Linked DNA regions of Gossypium hirsutum: region 1 is linked to region 2. The links are chromatin contacts, called in public Hi-C maps. All regions are on one chromosome and are shown on one strand. The core of a region is the stretch at or near the end of the contact, and the rest is flanking DNA. Distances in the headings are between cores, read along the strand shown.

Region 1 (6,326 bases), core at 64-2,563, 39 kb after region 2:
CTTCTTTGCTTTTGGGTTTTTCTTTTTAGGGTGCTTTTTATACATGCTTTGCGAGGTTCAAGAAGACATTTGCTTATGTTTTTCTTGCCAATGGAAAATGTTTAGTTTTCCCTATAGTCATTCCCCAAACAGTCTTTGGGTCACTATGTAGAACAGAAGTGTAGTTAAAGTTTGAGGGATATATAATGAAGTATATATAGTTGCTTTCTCAAAAGATGTACCAAATGTAGGTTTTTATGTATTGTTGGTTTCAAATATAAAAAAGAACATGGTTGGGCATCAATCCCTATCTAAAGGGTCCATTTGGTTTTCTGGTTTTGACTTCCCCATTTTTCTTTCTTATGATTGCAATCTTCAATTATTTTTGCTTTGAAGAAATTCCATTGAGAGGGCTATCTTGCTTTTTCAGTTTAGAAGGTGAAGTGTTTTCATACTCATTTTATAACAATGTTCAACTTTTTAGGCATTTGTCCTTTACTTTTGCGTTTTCTAGTTTTTGTTTAGAAGCCATGAGCCCATCACCCATCTCTGCCACTACTTTTTATTAGCCATTTATACCATGGAACCCAATTAGTGGAGTTGCACTATAGCCAAGAACTTGAGCCTACTTTTGAAAGGCATGAACAAGTTTTCAGCTGTCTTTGTCTATGAAATTTAGGTAACGGGTTTTTAGGTCATTTTATGATGTCATTGATGTATACGAGAAAATAAATATGTTACTTGTACACAACAATGGTCTCTAATTCTAGGCAAAGCCAGTAAGGTCCATGGAGCCTTCTATGAGTTCACGATTCACATGTTTCAAAGCCTGATTTTCAGGTAACTAAATGCAAATCACGCATGAACCTTCACATGAGAAATGCCACGACACAAAGATGCCTTGATTTTAAGAACTAAATTGCCAATAAATAACACCTTTTGATGCCCTCCTGCTTAACCTTTTCCTTGTTCCATTCATGGCTTCTTCTTCCCTTTATTTTCTTCTCATTTTCCTTTCCATTTCTTCTTTCACCCTTTTATCACAATCCCAAACAAGTTCCAAGCTAAACAAGTTTGTTTTGCCAATTCACCAAGATAACAAGACCAATCTCTATGTTGCCAACATTTATAAAAGAACTCCATTATTGCAAATCCCATTTGTTGTGGACTTGAATGGGAGGTTATTATGGGTTACTTGTGAACAAAACTACCTTTCTTCGACCTACCATGCCCCTTGATGCTATTCGACATAATGTGCTAGAGCCAACACACACTATTGCCACACTTGCTTCTCCAAGGCCAGACCGGGGTGCCACAACAACACATGTGGGCTCATGTCGGTGAACCCCGTGACGGGCCTAACTGCCATGAGCGAGCTTGCACAAGATGTTCTGTCAATCTATTCCACTCAAGGGTCTAACCCTGGTCCCCTTGTTAAGATACCTCGGTTCTTGTTCACTTGTGCACCTTCCCTTTTGCTGCAACCAGTGTTACCAGGGAATGTTCAAGGGGTAGCTGGATTAGGGTATTCCCCTATTTCTCTACCCACTCAACTTGCCTCACACTTTGGATATGCTGGCTTTGCCCCAACATTTGCCTTATGTCTAGCTCCAAATGGGGCCATTTTCTTTGGGGATAGCCCTTATTATATGCTTCCTGGTCTTGATATTTCACTCCCTGTAGGCTACACTCCATTGATCATTAGTCCACTAGGAGAGTACTACATAGAAGTGAAATCAATCAAAATAAATAACAAGGATGTTCCATTAAACACAACTCTGTTATCCATCGATAGACGAGGCATTGGAGGTACAAAGCTTAGCACAATAAATCCTTACACCATTCTCGAACACTCGATCTTCAAATCCGTCACTGAATTTTTCACTAAAGAGCTCTCTAGTATTCCCCTAGTAAAGCTAGTGGAACCTTTTGAGGTTTGTTTTAACTCGAAAAGTATCGACAAAAGAACTAGGGTCTGACCAAAGGTTCCTAATATCGACCTAGTGCTCCATGACCAACATGTTATATGGAGGATTTACGGATCGAACTCTCTGGTTGAAGCTACACCAGGAGTTTCTTGCTTAGCCTTTGTTGATGGGGGACTTAACACTCGAGCTGCAATTGTTATTGGGGCTTACCAAATGGAGAATAATCTTATACAGTTTGACATGGCAAGATCAAGGCTGGGTTTCAGCTCTTCCCTGTTGTTTTTTAGGACTTCTTGTAATAACTTAAACTTCACTGCTATTCCATAAAGAGAATGATTTTGTTTTAGCCCATTGCATATATTAGTTTGTGCTTGCTAGTAGTTGATCTTTAGCTGGTATTATGTTATACAACTATAAAAAACTATACAAGGACCTGACCTGGGATTCGACTCAAGATCTAACCCGATTATTCAGCCCGAAATAACTATAGTTTAAGTAACCTCAGACACTTCATTTGAGGGGGCTTCTTCTCTATTTTCTAGACCAGAACATCATCCCTCAATCTTGACTCTCGATTTTGACATCTGTTGTACAACTTCCCATGATGCAATGAAATTAATGATTTTAATAATATAAGGACCTGATTGACATAACATCGATAGTTTAGGGATGTAATTAGAATGTTTTGAACTTTAAAAATTAATTTAGAATGAGAATCATAGTTTGAGGATATTTAATGCAATTAACCCTTTAAATTATAAAATTATTTTGGTGTGCTACTTCAAATTAAGTAGTGTTTGTTTGATAAATGTAAATTTTAAAGGGTGAATGTACTATTTGCCCCCCAAAGTTGTACCTAATTGTCACTTAGGTATTAAATTTTTTTTTGTATCAATTTGATATTGAAGTGATAATTGAGTACAATTTTGGAGTACAAATAATACATTGGCCTAATTTTTTAAACTATGAAATTCTTTATTGTACATTTTTATCCTTATCCTTTTATAAATATTTTACATTATTTTAAACAAAGTCAAGTTTTATATGACTGAAGATAAACGCTAAAAATTTTATACCTAAAAAAAATTATTGAATAAAAGAAGAGAATGAAGAAGTAAAAATGTTTATGAAAAAGATAAAAGTGGGTTGTGCTTTATTCCTTGAGTGGACATATATTTATACACATAAATTATCAACAAAATTCATAGAAAAAGGAGATAACTCAAATAAATTTTAAAATTAAAATTTAGAAAAAAAATTTAATTACTGACTAGGTCAATCAATACGCCCTCTTAAGTTTGAGGTTGTGGAGCAACACCTAACTTCTTGAGGTTATGCATGAAGATTGATTTGGGTTGTGCTTTTATACGTGTGTCAATAATTTGATTGATTGTAGGAATGCGAGTGACATTCATATTTGAAAAAAAAGGACAATTGCAAGTAACTTGAGCAATTTTAGAAGCAGTGCTACGAGCAGTGTCAACTACTCCAGGCATTGATGAAGAACAAAGATGAGCACAATGATATGTTTACATAGTTCAGTTTTCATACATCTACGAGGCCTTACCTAAAAAGAAAATCTACTATCTTAACACCTCCTACAACAAATGATTGCAAGTTCTAATACTCACCACATTATTAACCTTACTTTTACACCTAAGATTTAGATAATTTTCCTCTAATTCCCCCTTGAAAACTTAGTTTGTAAACCAAATGACTCACTTGATTACTTACAAAATGCACTCTGAAAAATAAGTTCTAAAGAATAGAATAACTACTAAAACTCTTTACACTCCTTTACCTACACAAGCCTTTTAATATATTAGAAGTTAACACTTGTTAAGATAAAGATCACTTATATTCAATCTTCTTATTAAAATAGCAAGATAATCAGTAGGGATAACATCTTCAATATGACCAAGATAGATATTCAAATCCTTAGGAGATGTTACCCAGTTATCCGATCTAGTCCAATCTTCTCAAAATAGGAAAGTCAATTTCATTAATTCAATCCAAACCAATCTTTAAGATGTATTCCTATAATAGGTTTGGATATCATAAATCGGCTTGAACAAGTCCAAAGTATCAACCATGGTCATAGCTCAATGATTTTGTTCCTAAAATTGCTAAGTCCATATATAGCAAGTTATGATGTTGATCAATGTCAGACACCAGTAGACACTACTCCTAGGCATTTTTCATAAACTGCCTCAACAAAAAAAATTCTTTCAACATAATCACGAATGGAATGTAAATTTATCTCAAGATGCTTCATTTTGCTATGCAAAATCGGATGCTGGCTCTAAGATGTTACACTTTTATTATTGCAAAAGATTTTTGGAGGATGAAATAGTGGAAGTTTGAGCTCTTTTACCATATTCATGACCCAAAGAGTTTTAGAGGCAACAATTGTGATGGCTCGATATTCAACTTCAGTGGAGAAGCGAACAATGGTAGGTTATTTCTTTGGGAACCAATTTACTAGATTTGGACCAAAATAAAGCATAAAATCAATTGTCAAACTATGATATGTGTGATCACTTTCCCTATTAGTGTCTAAGTATTTATAAAGATTTGGATCCAAATGATAAGTGAATCGAATACCATAGATGGAGGTTTGTTTCAAGTACAAAATAATGTGTTTCACTATTTTCCAATGTAGGGACAATGGAGCATGAGTAAACTACAAAAGTTTGTTCACAATGAATAAAATATTAGATCTTGAAAAGGAAAGATATTAGAATTTCTCAATAGTCCTTCGGTATATAGTGACATTAGTAGGGTTAAACTCATTTTGAAACTTGGAATGGTGAGATGAGCTAATTTGAGTAAGAACTCCTTTACTGTCTTACATCATTATGCCATTTAAAATATCGTGAATGTATTTACTTTGTGATAGGAATAGACTATCTATAGTTGGTATTACTTTTACCCTAAAAAAAAATAATGAACCAAGTTCTTTAGTGAAAATTTCTATGAAATAGAAGTAATAACATGTTGAACAATTGTTGAATTACTGTTAGTCATGATAATGTCATATACATAGACATACAAATAAATTAAAATACTAGAGCCATCATGGATAAATAAGGATGCATCACAATTAGATTATTTTAGGCCAATTTTTAGTAAAAATTTTGTGAGTCCTTTGTTTGATTAAGGTTCCAACTTGAGTCCATATATCACCTTTTTAACTGGCAAGCATAGTCAAGATGATTATGGTCTTCAAAACCTAATGGTTGTCTCACATAAACTTATTCATCAATATAGCCTTGTAGAAAAGCATTGTTGACATCAATATGTTTTATTGACCACTAATTTTGAACAACAATTGATAGTACAAGGAGAATGGTAGTTTACTTAATGATAGGACTAAAAGTAGGATGATAGTCCACATCTTCCCATTGAGTGTACTATTTTGTAACAAGTCAAGCTTTGTATAGCTCAATTGAATTTTTGCTTAATTTTGAAAATCCATTTGTGGTCAATTACACTGGCATTTGGATCTCAAAGAAAAGGGTTTAGTTTCCTTACTTTTTAAGATATCAAACTCCTCTTATATCGCTGCTTGCTAATGTAGATATTTGGTGACTTGTTTGAAAGAGGTGACTCAAAGATGTGTGAGTTAGATAATAAAAAACTTATTTAGGCTTGAAAATTTGATTTCTAGAGCGAGTGGTGACATAGTTTAGTTGATTGGAGTGAGGAACGATTAAAATATAATTTTAACCTTAATTTAGTGACTATTTTTACAATTTATCCAAAAAATAATATATATCATAATTTTCAACAACTAAAACACCTAAATATAATACTATTTATCTCTTACAACTATATCATATTAATAGTAATCATCAAAATTAATCTTTACAAGCACTAAAAGCTAAATAACTAATATAATATGGGACTTTAGAATTTCCAAAGTCTTCTCATTATCATTAAGTTGTAAACTAATGAAACTCTCTTTTTAAAACTTAAATATTAAGTTAAATTATGTTACTAGTCTCTATACCTCTATAAAATTTGAGATTTAGTCCTTATACTTTAAAAATAAAAAAAAATTCAATTTTTTATTTTTTATTTTAAAAATCCTAATTCAATCGTTATTGTCGTTCGTTGTTTCCATTAAAATTTGTCAACTTATCATGTTTAGTAATATCTTATGTCACATAAGAGTTGCCTAATCAACATGCTAAATTGACAAATTTTGATAAAAAAATATTTACAATTTTAATAATTAAACTAAAATTTTTAAATAAAAATGTATAAAAACTTGATTCTTTAACTTTTAAGTAGGAAACTAGATTTTAAATTTTGTCAATATAAAAACATATCTATACTTCTATATATTAAAAGCCTTATTCCTTTTACATCTATAAATGGTTAAAATTTCAATTGTAGTACATTTATTTTATTTAG
Region 2 (6,506 bases), core at 1,641-4,140:
AAGGTTTGGGCTCGAATTTCATGTCGGCTGCAGCATTTGCATGGCATGACAGAATCGATCCCCTGTCTCACACACACACATTCAAAAGTAAAAAAAAAAATAGTCAGTGTTTTATTGATTCCCATGCTTTTTATATTTGAATGGTCCATGGTTAGGTTATAGACTTATAGTCTGCTTTATTGGACTTGTAGCTACCACAAATTCCACCTACTAACAGGCTACCTGGTAGTCTTAAGACACAGAATCAATTTCTTTGTAAACTTAGAAATATTTTAAATAAATAAATAAATTATGTTTAAATTATTAAATTATTAGTAAATTTAAGATTTGGTCACTTAATTTTAAAAAAGTTATAAAGTGATCAGTAAATTATTTGAAAGTTTTTATTTAAGTTACTGGGATGTTAAGATTTTTTTCTAAAATCTGACTTGCCAACTCTAAGTGACAATTTGACGATTGGTACGGTGGATCAGTGTCTATGGATGAGTAGAAAAAACGATCAGTGTTGAAGATCAGAAAAGAAAGGTATTTAGATTTTGGTTCATAGATTTGTGACGTTTAAAGTTGTTTCATAGAAAAACAATTGAACTGTAGAAAAAAAGGGGAATGAGAGTTTTCATTTAGCGCAGGCAGTGCAAACAAAGAAGTCATACAACGATGATTTTAAGAGCCCGATCACTTGAATAAAAACTTTCGAATAATTTAATAATTATTTTATAATTTTTTTAAAATTAAATTATCAAAATATAAATTTATCAATAATTTAATCAAAATGTAGTTTACCAAAAAAAATCTAAAGCAAAAGAAGAATCCGGTTAACTACCAATTAGCCTTTGATTTACGGATATATTTCTCTCTTGTTGAATTTATACTTGGAATGAAATTCAAAGGTAGTTGAGTCAAGGTAGCTTGAGCCAGTTCTTTGAAGTCATTATTGGGGGTATTTTCATTTTAGTCCCACTCTTTATTTTTCTTTTTCTTTTGACTATTCATGTTTACAACATGTATTCATCATATAGTGAAACATAGTCAAGAAATCATCCTTGATGTAAATATATATATTAAATTAACCCAAGTTGGACATATATATATACACATAAAAGAAAGGATGGTATAAAACTGTGATTCTACGTCATCTCTATCTCTTTCCAATAAGAAAACGACAAATCAAAATTTTCCTCCTGAACTTTTAACATTTTTAGTTGGATTTGAATTTTTTAGGAGAAAAAAAATTGAAAATCAAGAGGAAAAATCTGATTTGTCATTCTCCTATTGGAAATGGGATAGGAATAGGGATGGCGTGAAATCATAGTTTCAGATAATCTCTTCTCATAAACATATTTAGTTCTCAACTCAAATCTAAATAATATTGACAATGTTGTTTGAGTCGAATCAAATCAATTGATCGAATCAATTGAAATAAAAATTAGTCAATATACCGTTTTGAACGTAAAAATTGCACCAATTTCTGAGTAAACTGCTCGGAGTAAATAAAAATAAAAAATCGAGACAAAAATAATAATAATTATTAACTTTTGGTATGAATAAAACGCAACTTTTCATTCATCTCACGTTTTAATATCCAGATTCAAAATCATCATCTTTTTCAAAGAAAGATATATTGCAGTGGTCCAAAAGCAATGTTTGGCCGATTTTTTTTCTTTTAAACCCCCCCCCCCTTTAGCATGATTTGTCCATTACAGTGAAATTAGGTAATTTGAGGACATCAACCTTCTGTGTTATCCTCAAGGTTCAGCTTCCATTATCATTCCATGTCCCAATCTATAAACATCAATAGAAGTCTTGGTTAGGTGTTCGAAACCATTCAAATCAAAACACAGGTTAGTGTATGCATATTGTATTGTCAATTTTATTAGTTTTTATGCCTTAAATTCTGGGTTTAGGGTAACAAACCAGTTATAGAATGATCCATTACGTATGCGTGTTACGTTAAGTAGTAAAGAGTTCGATGTAATTATTAGACATCTAAAAATCTGGAAAAGAAAGCTTAGTCTAATTGTGGGTTATTAATGGTAAAAAGACATTTTCAATTCTTTTCAATTTTAATATTGAGCAAATTAGCTCCTCTAAACAAATTAATGCAATTTAATCCCTATTAACTTTGAAAATAAGTACTTAAAGGTAATTAATCACAACATAATTTCGATTGGTATAATAAAAAATTTAGCTCTTGATGTTTGCATATTTTGTCAATTTAATCTTAATTCTAAAAAAATCAACATTCACATAATGGGGTTAAATTTGTTAAATCAGGACCAAGTTGACAGAATATATAAAATATGAGGGCTAAATTTATTTATATCAATCAAGATCATGTACAATTGATGAAAAATATTAATGTGGTGATTAATTGTTCTTAATTGCTCACTTTCGAAATTGACAGTAATTAAATTACTTTAATTTTTTAAAAATATACCAATTTACTCAATGTTAAAATAGAGAGTTCGGAAAGGTCATTTTACCATAAATCCTCTTTAAATCAATCTTTTATGTTTGGAAATCTGATGAGATCTTCCAAATAGTTTTAAAATCCAACCCAAAGATTAAAATAAAGAAATGAGTAGTGGAACAGTGGGATTAGTTGAGGGATTAATTAATATCTTATCTAACACAAGAACCAGAACCAATCATGTGTTACACTAGGCTAGCCTGTTGGTTTGGCATGGTTCATGGTGATGGGTCCAACCAAACACACTGGACTGAATGAACCACTCAACCTTATCAAATTACTAACATTTGGCTGTCAGCCTGTCACCAATACCAACCTTACCACAAAATCTTATCACAAAATAAAACACACACACAAGGCTGAGCCTGTGTGCAGCATGAGGTGACTGTCCAACAGAAGGAAGGGTACTACCAGTCAAATAATGGCTCTTGCTTGTTTGGGGACCCTTCAGACAGGGTCTCAGCTCATAAAGGTCACTGCCATTGAAGCTGTTCTCTTTTTTTGTTGTCCCTGATTTAAGGGTAACCCACCACCACCCTTGTGCTTTGAGGGACCCAACTTAATTGTCAACTAGCTGTGAAAAAAACATGTCACTGTCCTTCTCTGTAATATTTTTTTTCAAGCACTTCTTTCTTCTTCTTCTTTTCTCTTTTCCTTTAATATGTTTAAATAAAAAAAATATCTTTTGCTTTTCTGTTCATGCTCAATTTCCTTCCTTCTTTTATCCTTTTGCTTCAATGAGAAGATGGCAATTGGCAACCAATTTGCTCCACTTATTTGAACCTTACTAATTTCCAAACCTATTCAAATAAACCATCATGATTTATATATAGCAAATTGTGACATTGTGTACTAGGATTAGCTTCATGGTTGATTTAATTTGTTCGGGTTTTCTTAATTTTTAATTTGTATTCTATAAATTATCCAAACACCTCGATTTTTAATTTTTTTATTCAACCCATTTAGCATCTTTAAATTATAAATCCGAAATATGTGAAATCAATTATACTAACCTATTTTCTGATAAATAGGTATTTGTATCCCTACTTACCATTTCTAACTTTTTTTTGGTTGAAAATAGGGAAAATTTTCAGTTGGTTCAATTATTAGATGAGAATGAAAAGATGGGGACTAATAAGGAATTTTTGTTCCTTCTCATTTTAGAGTTGAATAAATTTTCTCCATGGCCATAACCTAACTTCAGTAATATGCTACGAATAAGTATTTATTGTACTCTATTATTGCTTTGTAAGAATTGACAATAACATTTAACTTGTACATTTTTCCGGAAATAAATTCATAAGATATTATCATATCCAGTTGTCCAACACATAAATTTATCACTTTCTTTTGCATGTCGATTTTACCGTTCATATTCAAGGTTTGTGATTGCGCTTCTCAACAATATTATCTCCAATGTTTGAACATATGTTTTCCTCTTAGAAGTGTAATGTGTTACCATTATATCCAACCACTTGTTAATTCTTTTTAATACTAGAAGTTTTTATTTTTATTAAACATGTTTAGAAAATTAGTTATTTTCTAAAATGAAAATAGAAAATATTCTCGGATATTAAATGGAGCTTAAGGCTTCTTTTAGATTGGCGATGTGTTTGTCTCCAGTGAGGTTAAAAACAATAGTGATAGTGAAATTAATTATTGTAACGCTGAAATGAAAAACTTTAGTAAGGTGTATGTTTGGATTCAAAAGTAAATGTAATGATAAGGTGAAAATAGAATATAATTATTAAAGATATTAGATTAGAAATTATATATAATAGAAGTTTTTAAATTATTTTATTTTTATAAAATTATTAAAAATATTTGAATTTGTAATTTTATTTAATAAAATAAAATTTTTAAATATTTTTTTAATTATTTTAAATTACTTATTAAATTAAATGATAAAATATTTTTTAATTTTTTTATGGTTAATTTATTTTTTATAACAATTGGTATATATATCTACTTGTTTATAATTCATTCATATAAAATATAAGATTTATATATTTATTAAACTATTATAACATTAATATTTGTTTATATAATAAAAATAATAAATTATAATAGCCTTTGATTAAATTTATTTTAAAATATATTTATATTAAAATTAGTTTACATTAAAAAATTCAAATATATGCCCATGTGGAGGTTAAGCTATTATTGTGGTGTCCAGCTAAAATTTTATGCTGCTATGGTTTGAAAAGGAAAAAAAGGAAAACCTCACTTACAACCTGAGAAAGGATTGTATGAATTAATATATCACGTTATTATGTATTTTTTTAATTATTTAAAAAAAATTATGTCATTGATACATAATTTTAGTAACCTTTTTAACTTGAACCTCGATCTTAACCTTGAACCCCGAACTTGAGCCTTGAACCTTAAACCAAAAGACCAAGTTCAATGTTCAAGGTTTAAGGTTTGAGGTTCGAGATTCAGAATTTCGAGTTCAAGGGTTAGGCTCAGGATTCAAGTTAAAAAAATTACTAAAATTGTGTATAAATAACATGAAAAAAATTGCTTAAATATCATTAAATTATTAAAAAGAGATACAGAATGACATAACATGACATCCTTATTTCATACAATCTTTACTCCCTTGCAAAGTTTGATGGAAATCAAATAAACCTCTTCCCCTAAAATTTATTTACTAAGTAAATTAAAAAATTGTATCCATATTTTATTAACCACGTGTTTTATATCTATTTTTATTCATTCAGTTTATTTTTAATTAAAAAGATAAATTTATATTGAATTACTACAAAATATAATTCTAATTAACTTTATTTCAAATGAAATTTAAAATTTCTAAACTATTTTTGAATTATATATTAACTTGAAGGTGAATTCTTTACACTATTTTTTATTTAAAATAAATATCAAGGTTTAAAAGATATTAATGATAAATAAATAAATTAAAACAACAACAAAGAAATAAAATAAAAATAAAAATATAACTAAACTTTAAGATTAATGTATTTTCATGAAATTGGAGTAAGCGGTGATGTCCTATCAAAGAGGATTTCTACATTTTCCCAAAGATATTCCAAATAATGACAATTAAGATTTTTAAAAATATCTATAAAGATGGATTTAACTTTTTTTTTAAGTTACAACTAATTTTTTGTATGTATAAATTATTATAAGTAACGATTTAGCTCAATAAGTAAATCAACTCAAATTAATTAAGTTAAACTCTATTAATCAATTTATTAGTCAGAAATTACTGAGATGAAATGGGCTGAGAGGCACTCAATAGTGCCGACTACTGACTACCACTGAAGTGGTTAAATACTTGACTTGTTTGATTTGATAATTTAATAGAGAAAATCGTTGGACCTGGTTATATGTTTTTTTAATTGAAGATTTTTTGATTCATCTATAGAAATCAATTCTTGACTTTTGGACATTAAATTGGATTCAAGTTAATCAAATTAATCCTTAAAATGTGGAGGATCGATCAAGATTATGCTGCTATTTTGGAAGTCATATATTCGATTGATTGTTCTTTGATTAGTGTGATTGGATTAGCTATTTTCAATTATTTGTTTTGTAATCACTTAGATTTTATGTTAGCAAGTCGAATAAAATATGTCGAAACCATTTTTTTGGAAAACGGGGTCGACGTTGGTTTGAAAACGAAAATTAAAAACAGAAGTCGCCACCAATTCCTTTTTTATGAGGTGTGATCGGATCACCTCGTAATAAACTATTTTGGTTTATCCAAACAGATGATTTTGGTTTACGAAATTTTGAGAAATCGGGTTCGGGAGTCTGTTACGCATGGGGAAGGGTTAGCACCCCCAATGTGCCCAAAATTGGTACCGAGTTGATTACTTAATGTCTTAATATCAAAAGTTGAAAATTTGAAAAAGAAATTTAAACTACGATCCTTATTATTCATGTCAAAATAAACTCGAATAAACCGAAAAAAGTTAAAGACTCATTCGTCTCAAGGTAATGAAATATCACATCCCGTAAGTTAGGACGCGATATTCGGGACTTTCGAGAATGAACTTGCCTTTAATTTTTA

The links. Hi-C and Micro-C count contacts between places; a contact is called where the count stands out from the background.
Region 1: a Hi-C map of leaf shows a contact between it and region 2, with 5 times the contacts expected there. The contact joins the promoter of LOC107939334 here to the enhancer-like site in region 2. A contact is called at or near these places in 8 of 34 Hi-C or Micro-C datasets (anther, leaf and petal).

What each region holds. Positions count from the first base shown.
Region 1 is chrD11:60,977,848-60,984,173 of Gossypium_hirsutum_v2.1, forward strand. It overlaps LOC107939334 (gamma conglutin 1), which reads left to right and starts at 1,314. Exons shown (of 2, transcript XM_041104336.1): 1 at 1,314-1,788; 2 at 2,041-2,234. The coding sequence starts at 1,314. The coding sequence ends at 2,234. LOC107939333 (heavy metal-associated isoprenylated plant protein 34) reads left to right here. Exons shown (of 4, transcript XM_016872657.2): 4 at 1-283.
Region 2 is chrD11:60,937,346-60,943,851 of Gossypium_hirsutum_v2.1, forward strand. No RefSeq gene overlaps it. Among protein-coding and RNA genes, the nearest start is that of LOC107939327, 17 kb to the left of the region's middle. Within about 2 kb of position 2,891, at least 7 of the 9 cell types and tissues checked have an H3K27ac peak or open chromatin away from gene starts, as enhancers often do. A contact at or near this core is called in leaf, where this site is marked.